2 separate regions of the Mus musculus genome follow, and region 1 is linked to region 2. A link is a contact called in public HiChIP or PLAC-seq data. All regions are on one chromosome and are shown on one strand. Each heading gives the region's core, a stretch centred on a gene start, on an enhancer-like site or on the middle of the called end of the contact. The rest is flanking DNA. Distances are from core to core; before and after follow the strand shown. Region 1 overlaps Ralgapa2 (Ral GTPase activating protein, alpha subunit 2 (catalytic)). Region 2 overlaps Rin2 (Ras and Rab interactor 2).

Region 1 (6,002 bases), core at 41-2,540, 530 kb before region 2:
ACAAAGGAGGGTGTTGTAATACCAAAAATTAGTTTTCTCATGTTTTGCCTAGTCACTTCTCAAAGGGAATTTATTTTATGTGTTGAATAATTAAATCTACAAAGAGATATTTTTCAGTGATTTTAAGGTGAATTATATCTTAAGAGGGAAATGTTTTCATGTTCCTTTTATGTTCTGAATATAGATATAGATTAAGATGTTTTCAGTACTGGAGATAGTGTGAGTACAGTTTCTATAGCTCAGACACTGTAGCACCATTGTAGTTTGGCAAAATAAAATCAAAGCTGAAGTAAAATACCATGAGGAAAGAAGTTAGTTTTAACTGAGAATGGGGACTATAATGTTGCTTAGAAACTCTCTTTAGTAAACACTGAGTGTGAAAACAGTGAGGCTGCTGGCATCGGAGGGGGACTCTCAGGTGAGTGGCTGCTGAGCAGTAAATGCTTGCGGATCAGCTTGTCCAGGAAAGGCATCTTCTTAGAGGTGATGAATGAGGCATTGGAAAGAATTTGCTAGGTATTTGGCTAATTGACACCAAAAAGAAATCTTTAATGTAAAAAGTTTTATTTCTTTCTCTATTTTATTTCCGTACTGTTACATTTAAGTTTTTTTTACTTGTTTTTCTGGAATATGTTCTCAGAAAAAAAAAATTCTTCCTATTAATATCTCTTCATTTGTAAAAGTTTTGTTCTTATTCAGAGTTATATTTTCATTCACTCAAATTCTTCGTGTGTGTGTGTGTGTGTGTGTGTGTGTGTGTACATGGCACCAGCAGAAATTGAGTGACTTTCTGCAGTGACTCTCAACTAGGAATGATTTGGCAACATCTGGAGACATTTTTGGTTGTCTGGTAGGTAGAAGCCAGAGATCCTACTCAATATCCTCACTGGAAGCAGCCTAGACCAGAAGATGGTCAGACCTAAGGATCTATTGTGCAGATGGGCAAATAGCCCTGTAAAGTGGAGCAGGCTGGAGCAGGTCTGTGTCTCCCTATCTCTGCCATCTTCACTGATTTTATAGCAGGGTGACTTTAAGGACAAACTGCTACTGCCATTTGATGTGACAGGTACAGTAATGAGTGCCTTCTCAGTCTGACTCCAGGTGTGCTTTATTAGTTAGTGTGATACCATTGTCCTTTGTGACTGTCCCGTGAGTAGACTAGGCTGAGAGAAGTGAGTAGCCATTCTACTTGGCTGGTAATTTGCAGCATGGTTTGTGTTCTGATGTACCTCTGAGTGGATGGCGATCTACTGCTAAGCTGCAGCTAAATGATAAGTAAGTCATTTCAGTTCTCCTTCTTGCTGGCTACAAGTTGAGGTTTTTTGTTTTTTGCTTTTCTTTTAGTTTCACTGTGTCAGTGGTTGCTAGTTTTGTTTTTATTATGGCAGAAGTCTTTGTTTTGGTTTCTAATCTGTGTGAGTCAACCCACCAGAATTGTAATAATAGAAGCAATGGTAGTAGATCTGGAGGTGTGGGAAGCAAATGGTGTTTAAATTTGGGGAGAGTCAAAATGACCCACTTCCATTAATATGAGTAGGGAGAAATCTGTGCACCTTGGGAGTAGTTGTGACAGCTGGGGAGTCCCCTCTCTTTTTCTTGAAAACAGTCCCTCCCGCTTGTCTTGCAGTGTTACTTTTTTCTCTGTTGGGACATTTATCAGTCTGTAGCATTTGCATGCTATGCAAGGGTAGATTTTTCTTTTTTCTTTTGGGAATGTTGTAATGGTTATAACTAGCAGATAGACTGTCTTCCTTTATCCCAGTATATGGGACCTAAGGGGAGGCCTTGCTGAGCTGCCTCTCTGTCTTTCCACAAGCTCCATGGAAGTTCTTCCAGTTAGGACCTGGACTAACTTACTCTCAGGAAGCAGGACCTTGTGGACATGGAGAGTGCTAAATGGAAAGCATCTCCTGGGCTTTTGTGAGATCAAGTTGGTATCACCAGTGGTATTTTTTAAACTAGGACCTTACATTCTAATTGTGCTTGTGCATCCTTGCATGAGGGATAAATGGAACATAGAATTTTTGCTTATTTAATAAGATGAAATAAGGAAGTCTGTAATTAAAGAGTGAATGAAAAGTAGACAGACATCTGGAGAAAATAGAAGTTAGCTGCAGAACATACACATTTACTTCAGTCATGCTGACTCTTCTCAGTGGGGGTAAAAGCCACGAATCCTTATGATCATTTTGCTGATGGTTTTAGTGGAGCTTTAGAAAACAGTGGGTTAGGAATGGTGTTGAGAAACTACATCCTCAAGAGACAGGAAAGTTAGTGCTTTTGATCGAGTGTTATTAGACTTCACAGAGGATAAATGAACTGAGTCTGAGGCAGAATTCTGTTCTTCAAAGTGATTTAAACAAAAATTGTGTGACATTTAAAACAGGATGCATCAAATCTAAATTTATTGCACAATTGTTTTGTAACTCAGATGTCATTTTTTTTGTTTGTTTGAAAGGAAATCCTGTGTCTTTACATTTTACATCAGTAGGAAAATCATTTTCATTAGTTAAAAAAAAAAAAGCCACTCAGATGGACACAGTAGAATGGGAGCAGCCTCAGCCCAACATGAACTTTCTTCAACAACATCGTGCCAGCAGAGGGAGCCCGAGACCCATTAGGAAGGAAAAGGTGTTAAACCATCATTCTCCTGTCCCTTGTATAGAGCTCTCGCTGAATACAGTGTAACACACAGCAAGGAATGTGGCTGTTCCTTTCCTTCCGCTTCTCTCGCCCATTCTTCCATTCCTGCCATTTCCAGTTCTTTCTGCAGGCTTGGATTTTCTCCATCTGAGAAGTCCCTCTTAACAGTTTTGCAAAAACAAAGCCTTAAAAGATGTATTAGGCCTGCCTTTTGGGAAGGCAGACAGCTGGTGGTAGCAGGCTCTGTGTCCTCCGTCTGCTGTGCTGAGGACCAGTGGGGACACTCTAATTTGGAAGCCATGGTGCTGTGGCTGTGTTGCATCCCACCAGATGGCGATGTTCTTTATCTTTACAAAGATGCTGCCAGAGTTGGCTCAGTTCTTATTTACTTCTGCTCAGAACTCAGAAACTGGCATCCACCAGTATTTGGCACCAGGCTTCAGAGAAAAGAAAAAAAACCCTCTCTTCCCTCTGTCCACAATTATTTTTGGCCAATTATTTTTCAGGAAGTTTGGAAGCTCTTGGGCTCCCTCTACTGATACAGGAATGACAAATAGAGTAGTATCATTTCACCATCTTGTGATATAGAGTAAGAAGATAACCGGAAGGCCTGGCCCTAGAGTGTAGGGACCTGGGGCTAAATATTCTAGCAGACCTGTGAAAAGAGCCTAGTCTTTGCTTTGTATGGGTAGACTGCAGTGTGTGCATAAGCCTTGTGTGACTTCTATGGAAAAATACTCAAGAGAAGGCAAAGATGACCTGAGAAAGATGAGACTGCCCCTTCATGCCATATTGGCCTGTCTTTTTTCTCAGGTTCCCATTATCATCCATCTTTAAACTATGGTCTAGTTGGAACTTTGATTCATAATGACGACTCACACAAAGCTCATAGTTTTGAGGCCTTGTAATGTACTAGTGTAGTAGAAAATGGAATTTTCATTTGGGTAGAAAAAAGCAGAGCAGCAATCATTTGTGGAAATCTCAGAGTCATCCTGTGTTCACACATCTCCTCGGCTGGAGTGAACCTTTACTGTGGCTTATATGCAGGTGGGAGGACTTCACATGGGGTGAGCATCACCCATTGGCAGTGACTCTCCATTTCAGCTGAGCAACCAGGTGACATAGTCAGTGTAGCTAATACAGACAGAGCTTGGGAGCTCTCTGTTTAAAATGTAGTAAGGCTCTAACTGATTTATTTTTTTCATTTTTGGAAAACATGGTGACATGGGATATGAAGTTGTTTTTTTCTACCTCATCAGTGAGTTTGGAGCTGAGCAGTGGCTTTGCATGCAGGATGTAGAACAAGAGGTATACATGCTTGGGGCAGCATGGGCATGACAGGCAGAGAACAGGGCTGAGATTAGCAGAGGGGAGTGTGGAGCAGGAGGAAGAAGGAAGCAGGTGCCAAGAGGATCAGTGTTGCTGAGGCTACAGAGAGTGGGAACTCCTGCACTGTGAGTAGGGATCGGTATGTGAGGTAGGGGTGACACAGTGCAGGTGAGCACAGAGTTGAGTGATGGTAGACAGTCACACCTTCATTAAAATGAGGGGCCTCTCTGACAGCCATGTAGAAAATAGCAAACAGAAGGAGCCAGTGACTAGTTATCAGACTACTCAAATGACCTAGGCAGAAGGTGATACAATCCTGGGGCTGGGAGTGGAAGGGGAGGGGGTAGGGTTCCATGACTGGTTCTAAAAGATTCAAATGAACTGTGCACTTTAGAAATGGCTACAAGGGGACCCATTCTCCAAGGGAGTAGAGGATGTAAAGTATTAGCAAGGTTATCTAATGTTGAGTGCTCATCTTTGGCTTTCCACTTTATACCATGTAGATGATGTTTGTGCTTAGTGACTAGTTCAGCTTTGTACATTGTAATCTGAGTATTAACTAGCACTTTACTTTGCACATTGTACATTATCTATTAGAAGAGCTGGTCCAGTTGGGATTCCTGTTTCCTTTCATCTTAGTTTAGTGTTGTGCTCTCCTCAAGTATTACTTATTTATCTATGCACTTCCTACACGGCTGAGTCTTTCCTTCCTGCTGGGAGATTTCAAATGACTCAGAGTTATCATTTTCTCTTGCTCCCTTCCTTCACCTGGAAAACAAAAGGTTAACTAGAATTAAGAAAAACTCCCTCACGGCGTGGAGTGTTACTGATAAGGAGCAGGAAGTTGGATGATGTGCACGCAGATCACCTTACGGTCTAGTTTCTAAAGAGAAATCTGAAACTTAGGGTTTGAAATCAGTTAAGTGTGAAATGGTCTGGATAGTCTCCACCCCCAGTCCTGGGTGTTTTGTGTTAATGCTTTCAGAAGTGGAGGAGTTCCAGCAGGCAGAGAGCACCGCCGCAGCCGACTGTGACTATCTTGTGGTAGGACAGCAGCAGGTGCCCCGGAGCAGCAGCACCTCTGACATCACTGAGCGCTTGTACTCAGACTCCTCTCAAGGTATGTATGTGGAAGCTTCGGTTGCTTGCTTAACTGGTGGATTAATTGTGAGGACAGGGTCTCCCTCTTTTTCTGTGGCAGGCCCAAGACTCAGTTTGTTGACTAGGCTGACCTCGAACTTGCAGGTCCCTCCTGTCTCTGCCTCCCAAGTACAGAGACTAATTGTGACTGAGTCCTCAGTTATTAGTACAAAGCCATAGGTTTTGTCTTGGGATGGGGATAAGCAGCAGGTAGTATTGCTTATTACATTTATTCTAAATGAGACAGAGAGAGAGAGAGAGAGAGAGAGAGAGAGAGAAGGGGAGGGAGGGAGGGAGGGAGGGAGGAAGGAAGGAAGGAAGGAAGGAAAGGAAGGAAGGAAGGAAGGAAGGAAGGAAGGAAGGTAGGTAGGTAGGTAGTAGGTGTATGTGTTGCTAGTGTGTATATGTGCGAGTCTGGAGTCCAAAGGTTGACTTGTGTTATCTTTCCTTGATGACTTCCATCGTATTCATTTATTTAGAGGTGAAACGTTTTGCTGATCTTTGAAAGCTTACCAGTGAGCTCTAAAGAAGCTCTTGTCTCTGCCCTGCCCCAGGTTACAGCCCCATGTTGCCTCATCCTGCTTTTTCCACGACTTCTGGGGATCAGAGCTCTGGTCCTCATGCTTGCACAGCTGGCCCTTTACCTTTGAGCCGTCTCCCCAGTGCAGGTATTTACCTTTTGATTTGACCTTAAGAATGTGACTTCTGGAAGTGAAACTGGGTTGCTATTCAATAGCCTGGGATCTAGAGAGGAGTCGGAAGTGACTGGAATAGGAGGGATAGAGAGTTCCCAGAGGAAAGACACTAAGTAAGGCCTGAGGCAGAAAGAAAGCATGAGAGGCAGGGGGTCCGGGCTATGGGAAGAGCTGGAGGGGTTGGAATGGGAACGA
Region 2 (5,834 bases), core at 228-2,727:
CTGGTGGGTGTGTGTGTGTGTGGGGGGTACAGGTGGGAGTGAGGAGTGGTGGGTAGCCGTGCGTGTGCAGTGCATGCTGGGTATCGAACACAGGACCAAGAGTATGTTACACAAGCCCTGTATTATCAAGCTACACTCCTAACTCCAAATATGCTTCCCTCTTTTTGTTTTGTTTTGTTTTGTTCTTTTAAACTCCCTATGGTTCCTTCCCCAACAGAGTCAATATTCATGTGGAAGTCTGGGCCAGCTGCTACCCACTCATTGATGCTAAAACACAGACCCTTTTCAGTATGGAACATGTTTCCTGAAACAAATGCCAGTTCTTCCCTCCCTCTCCTTTCCCGCCATCTGCTTGTGATTCGGCACTGTAATGTGACTTGTGGAGAAGGTCATCTTCCCCACACGACTAAGGATCACCAAATGGCAAACAACATTTGGGTCTCAAATTTACCCATACTCGAATGGTCTGAAAACAGAGAGTCGCCATTTTGTTCTCAGACACTTCTGGGCAATTACACCACGTGTCCCACATAGACAGATCCCCACCTGTGTGAGTCTTCCCAGACACCTGAGGGTAGAGCCAGGCTCCTAAACACCACAGGCCCCTTTTATTTCATGTTTCTTCCAGAAGAGGAAGGTCAGAGCTGCTAGGGCAGTGAGGCTGCCTTTGTGAATGGAAGCAGTCAGGCCCAGCTTCCTTCCTTTAGTTTGCATTTGCTTGTAGATTTAAAGTAACTTCCACATGATACAAACAACCTTAACAATTTCCATTTCTTTCTTTTTTTTCTGTGTCCCTAAGGGGGTCATAGTTGGCAGTCTGTCCAACATCAAAAACAAAATTCCTTCCTCTGGCTGCCATTCAAGATATTTTTAGGTCTGGAAGTGCACCCTCCTCTCCCTCCGTCCAGCATGTATATTTTTACTCTGCTCTTACCCTATCCAAACTCCACCAGGGCCTGTTTCCTGACAAACTGAGAAGTGAGAAATGCCTGCGTGGGGGGAAAACTGAAGACACATGTGTTGAAACTCTGCCAGGGAAGCATTGCCCAATGACAAACCAGGGCAAGTCTTGTGATGTTTTCTTCTGCTCATTCTAGCTTTTCTGACTCTGCTCTCACGGGGCCTGCTCGAACTGCCTAATTTGGATGTCGTGACCCGCTTTTAATCTAAGAGGAGTACCTCAGCCTAAGGACAGCCTCATCGTCTAAATTTGCAGAGTTGGGAGGGCAACTGGACAGATGTCGCGAGCAGTGTCTCTTCGCTCCAAACATTGAAAGCAAGCTCAGTCAGCCTTCCTTCTGGTCTCTGAAGTAGCTATCTTATGGATATCCCAGAAACCCTCTGAACTTCCCTTCTCCCTATCCACAGGGATGCAATGGGCACTTAGCAGTCGCATGGCTGCAATCCCCAGAACACCCAGCAGAGGATCAGGCCTGCGATGCTAGCAGATTTTGCAATCCTAACTCTCAGCCAGGATACAGCAGAGGTTGCCTAAGGACAGGGAGGAGTTGTCTGCAGGACCCTGCCTGGCTCTGAGTTCAGATCAGTTGTGATTTGCTCTGGAGCCATCTAAGCCAAGTACTGGGCTGGATAATCGTGCAAATACTTGTGGGCCATGGACCAACTGTTCTCTTCGCTTTTTGATTTCTGTTCCATTGGTCCATAAGCTTTGGAGCAGTGTCCTATTTGCTCTTCAAAACTACCAGATCAACGTGGAGTTCATGGTTGTGTACTGTGTGCATGCGTACACATGTGTGTTTGCGCCCCTGGATGTTTGAAACAGGGTCTCACTATGTAGCACAGCTTGCCTGCAACTCACAGAGATCCATGTGCCTCTGCCTCCTGGGTGCTATGGTAAAAGGCAGAGGCCACCAAGCCCCAGCCACTGTCATGTACACTTGCACAGCATCTTTGGGTACATGATTATATTCTGACTCAAACAAATAGCTGCCACCACCACCACCAACAACAAAAAAGACAACTGAAGAATATTGCAAAAATTATTTTACATAGGATTATTGTACAGTATTACAATGTATTATGTGCAAAATTCCATTGAAAATCATTTACAAAAGGAAGCACAACCCAGCATGTGCCAAGGGAGGGTTCTGGGACAACAAAAGCCTTGTACAGGGTACGAGGTCCTCCAGATCAGATGCCTGAACATCCTTACACAGGATAGTAACATGGCTTTCTGCTTTTGTTTTGCAATGATCTGTATTACACTGATGTATGACCCTTCTGGAATACGTGTGTCCATAAACTCATCTTATACAACATAAGTCTAACTTCACCATACATCCATGTTTTCTGCTTGTTTTGCTCATTATTTGTCACACTGAGGATGGAACCCAGCATGCTAGTGTGTGAATGTTAGCTCTACCATGCCCCAACCAAATACAGAAGGTTTGTTTTTTGTTTTGTTTTGTTTTTGGTTTGGTTTTGGTTTTAGTGCATTCTCTCCCCATCAACATCTCATTGAACTCAACTAAACTCGTATTATACATGACTTGGTTTCTGCCTCCAAATAAATGGATGTCCTTAGTGTCGGCTTACAAAATGGGTCAGAGGGATCGTTATCCTTGATTTACTTTTCCCCAAAGCAGATAGCATATGGAACAGATCTTTGTCAAAGCTCACCGCAGCACATATTTTACAGTACTGACTCCTTTTCCAACGTCTTGCGAAGAGCCTGAACCTGCAGACTACATTCCTCAGTCCCCCCCTTAGAGTCTGTGTTTCTCTCTCTACCTCTCTCTACATTCATTTCTCTTCTAATTCTCAGCCTCGATTGCTTAAAAACATAAACAGACACCAGCACTAAAAGTGAACAATGTAACAATACACCGCTAAAAGTGAACAATGTAACAACAATGTAACAACAGTACACCCGATTTTTCAAAGGCAGCCTGTGGCCAGCGTCAGGGATTTCTTTAAGACAACCAGAAGTCTCTCCCCACAAATTTGCCGAAAATATCCAGTTATAGAAGAGAGATTATCTATGAGGCGTCTAAAATGCAGTACTCTCAAATCCAGCAAGAGATTTATCTTCAAATATTAAATGTTAAATCACATGCATACTTATAGAATATTTTAAAAGTTACAAAAATATTTTAAAAACCAATCCTGACAGTTTACCTGCAACTGCTATAAAATTTTCTATGAAATATATAAAAACACAAAGGCTCTTTGTAAAAAAAAAAAAGTATAGGATGAAGGATGGACAAAAGAAGGGCAAGAGGGAAGGATGGAGCCATCCACAAAGCTGAGAGGGACCTGACGAACTGCATCGGACAGTCTTGTCAACAGCTGCTATCGAATCCAAGAGAAGAGTTTGTACCTTAAGTGTTTCCTCAGCACATATACAGATGTGTAAGCCAACCCTGAAGCTGGCTAAGGTTAACTAGTTAACTAACCAGTGATCTCAGGACACCTGAACCATTAAATGCAATTTACCATTTCTGGATGAGAGTCTTACTATTTCCCAAATCTCAGCTACCTCATCTGGGCAATGTATCTAAAGGATGCCCTTGGCCAAATCAGCCTATGGATGGCTTAGTCACTGAACTGAGGGATGCTTGAGGAGGTGGCTGTCTTCTAAGCTCAAACCCAAGGCAGCCAGAAAGCTAGACTCTCAGCTCCCTTTTTGGATGTATCAATGGGAAGTCCCAAGTGTCCCCTATGAGGGAGTGAGGTCTTCTCCATTCTGGAAAATCACCCCGTAAGGATCACTCTTGATTCGTTTGTAGACAAAGTGGAAGATGTGGGGCTGAGGCCGGCTGTGCAGTTCGGCCTTGATCTTCTGAGGATAAGTGTCCTCTGCCAGTTGTTGCCATGTCTCATCAACAAAGAGAAACAGGCTGTACTCTTCAGGGTCCTCCACCTTAAATTTCTCAGCACAGAGCTGACACACATCCTCTGTGGTGATGTACGGTCTCACAAGGAGGGTCTTCCCAGTGCATCCGCTGTTGACCTCTTGGAAGGCAACTCGGAGGTAATTCTGCAAGGGGAAAACAGAGATGTCAGGAGCTAGCGCAGAAAAGAAAACAGACGCTGTTCAGAGGTAAGTGCAAGGCCAAACTGGAGAGCCACTCAAGGCTCGGGCTTGTCCAGATGTTTAGTCAGACCACACAGCTCTTGCCAGGAAAGATTCTGATCTGTACTTGGACAGTGGCAGAGACCATGGCGGGGACTGAACTGCCACGTGTTAACTCATTGCAAAGGGAAACAACAGGAAGTCCCGCCAGCCCTGGTTTTCATCTTTCTATATCCATTATAAGGCCAGCTGCTGAAGAGATCCTGACTAAGAGTGTGAACCATATCCAAAGTGGGATTTTTCTCAGCTTGAAAAATAACCCAAACAGCAGGAGAGTCTGGGGCAGCAGTTAGCAGGAAGGGATTTAAAACATCTAGACATACCAGCACCCATGATGCTTGCTTTGTGCCATTCTAGGAAGCCTACCCAAAGACAACAATGCTTGGTCAAACTGCTGAGGTCTGACCACTCTCCCCAAATGGTGATCTCATGCGGCGCCACCTTACATAAGACTCCCAGTCTCCCAGTGGCTGGGGCTGAAATGTGGGAAGAATCAGGGAAGGGATGTTGATTCTGCCAGAAGGCTTTTGAGACGGGGCTGACTAAGCATAACGTGATGCTGGGGAAGTAAAAGGAGCCGGCTGCAAGCTTGGCATTAAGAGTCATGTAGGTGCCTTAGGAGACAGTGAGCCTCTCGGGACCCCCATCTCCTTGCATATCCGATATGGCAGTAGCCCAACGTCTGCATGAGCTAAACAACTCACCGTGTGGATGCTCTTGAACAACCTAAGCAGGTGTGTGTGTGCGCACAGCATGTGTTGTTCTTTTGTAGTTGGTGTGTCTGAAAGGAATTTCTGAGAAAATTGCAGTCCTGGAGAACATGCTGACCTTGCTTTTCAAGCACGGGCTTGACTTTGAACCAAGGCTTGTTTTCAGAGAAGTGGGAGGGGGAAGGCAAGGGAGGAGAATCTGGACACAAAGGCAAATACATCCTGCCGTTTCAGGTTCCTGCTAGGGAACTGGCTGTGCAGCACTTGGAAATAAAGCACAGCCACGTTTCAGGCTTCCACAGGAGCCTTCAGATGATTGCCCAAAGAGAGCTGCAGATCCGATCCCCATTGCACAGACAGAAGGAACTCGGGGGTTGCTGGGCCAGGGAAAGGCTCTGTGTCACCCTATGGGGACCACACAGCAGCTCGACCTCTCAAACTGAGGTGCTGTCCTAAGAGCCGGACTGATTCCAGGGGATTCGGTTTAGAACTTGAAGGAGAAAGTGGGGAGGGGTGGCGGTAGAAAGATACCTTGTTGCACCTCCCCCACTTCCCAAAGGGTAACAGGGGTGGAGGGGGGGAGGGGATGGGGGCGCTGCAGGATAAGCACTGCTGTTTCCTGAGGAAACTGGATATCCGTTCCCTCTGCCTCGGCTTTCTCCTTTGGACATTTTGTTGGGTTAGGTATTTAACAGCAGGCCAACTGTGTGTATGTTTTATGTGGAGATAATTATATTTATCTTTATGTTTAAAAGTGAGTCACACCCAGTAGAGACTATGTCTTGACTTTTACTTTTATTTTTCCTTCTTTTTTCTATAAGTGTTAGGGAAGGAACCCAGGACATTGCACATTTGGTCTACCACTGAACTATCCTAACAGCCAGGTTTTGAATCTATAACCTCCCCCACCCCCAGGCTGGCTATATTGAATACCATCCACCAGATAAGGCTGGATAGCAGTGATGAACTGGCCCTGACAATCAGCAACAAGATCACAATTCGATACAACAAATCTTCCCCACAGGTGC

The links. HiChIP or PLAC-seq counts read pairs in DNA pulled down with a chosen protein or histone mark.
Region 1: an H3K27ac HiChIP or PLAC-seq map of bone marrow-derived dendritic cells shows a contact between it and region 2, with 4 times the contacts expected there. The contact joins two enhancer-like sites.

What each region holds. Positions count from the first base shown.
Region 1 is chr2:146,411,824-146,417,825 of GRCm38.p6, reverse strand. It overlaps Ralgapa2 (Ral GTPase activating protein, alpha subunit 2 (catalytic)), which reads left to right. Exons shown (of 41, transcript NM_001033348.3): 17 at 4,958-5,092; 18 at 5,667-5,780. Among named protein-coding and RNA genes, the nearest start is that of Ralgapa2, 97 kb to the left of the region's middle. Within about 2 kb of position 1,290, at least 18 of the 459 cell types and tissues checked have an H3K27ac peak or open chromatin away from gene starts, as enhancers often do. A contact at or near this core is called in bone marrow-derived dendritic cells, where this site is marked.
Region 2 is chr2:145,883,769-145,889,602 of GRCm38.p6, reverse strand. It overlaps Rin2 (Ras and Rab interactor 2), which reads right to left. Exons shown (of 13, transcript NM_028724.4): 13 at 1,987-4,000. The coding sequence ends at 3,680. The region is part of intron 2 of Gm39954 (a long non-coding RNA gene); the gene reads left to right. Among named protein-coding and RNA genes, the nearest start is that of Gm39954, 7.5 kb to the left of the region's middle. Within about 2 kb of position 1,477, at least 190 of the 459 cell types and tissues checked have an H3K27ac peak or open chromatin away from gene starts, as enhancers often do. A contact at or near this core is called in bone marrow-derived dendritic cells, where this site is marked.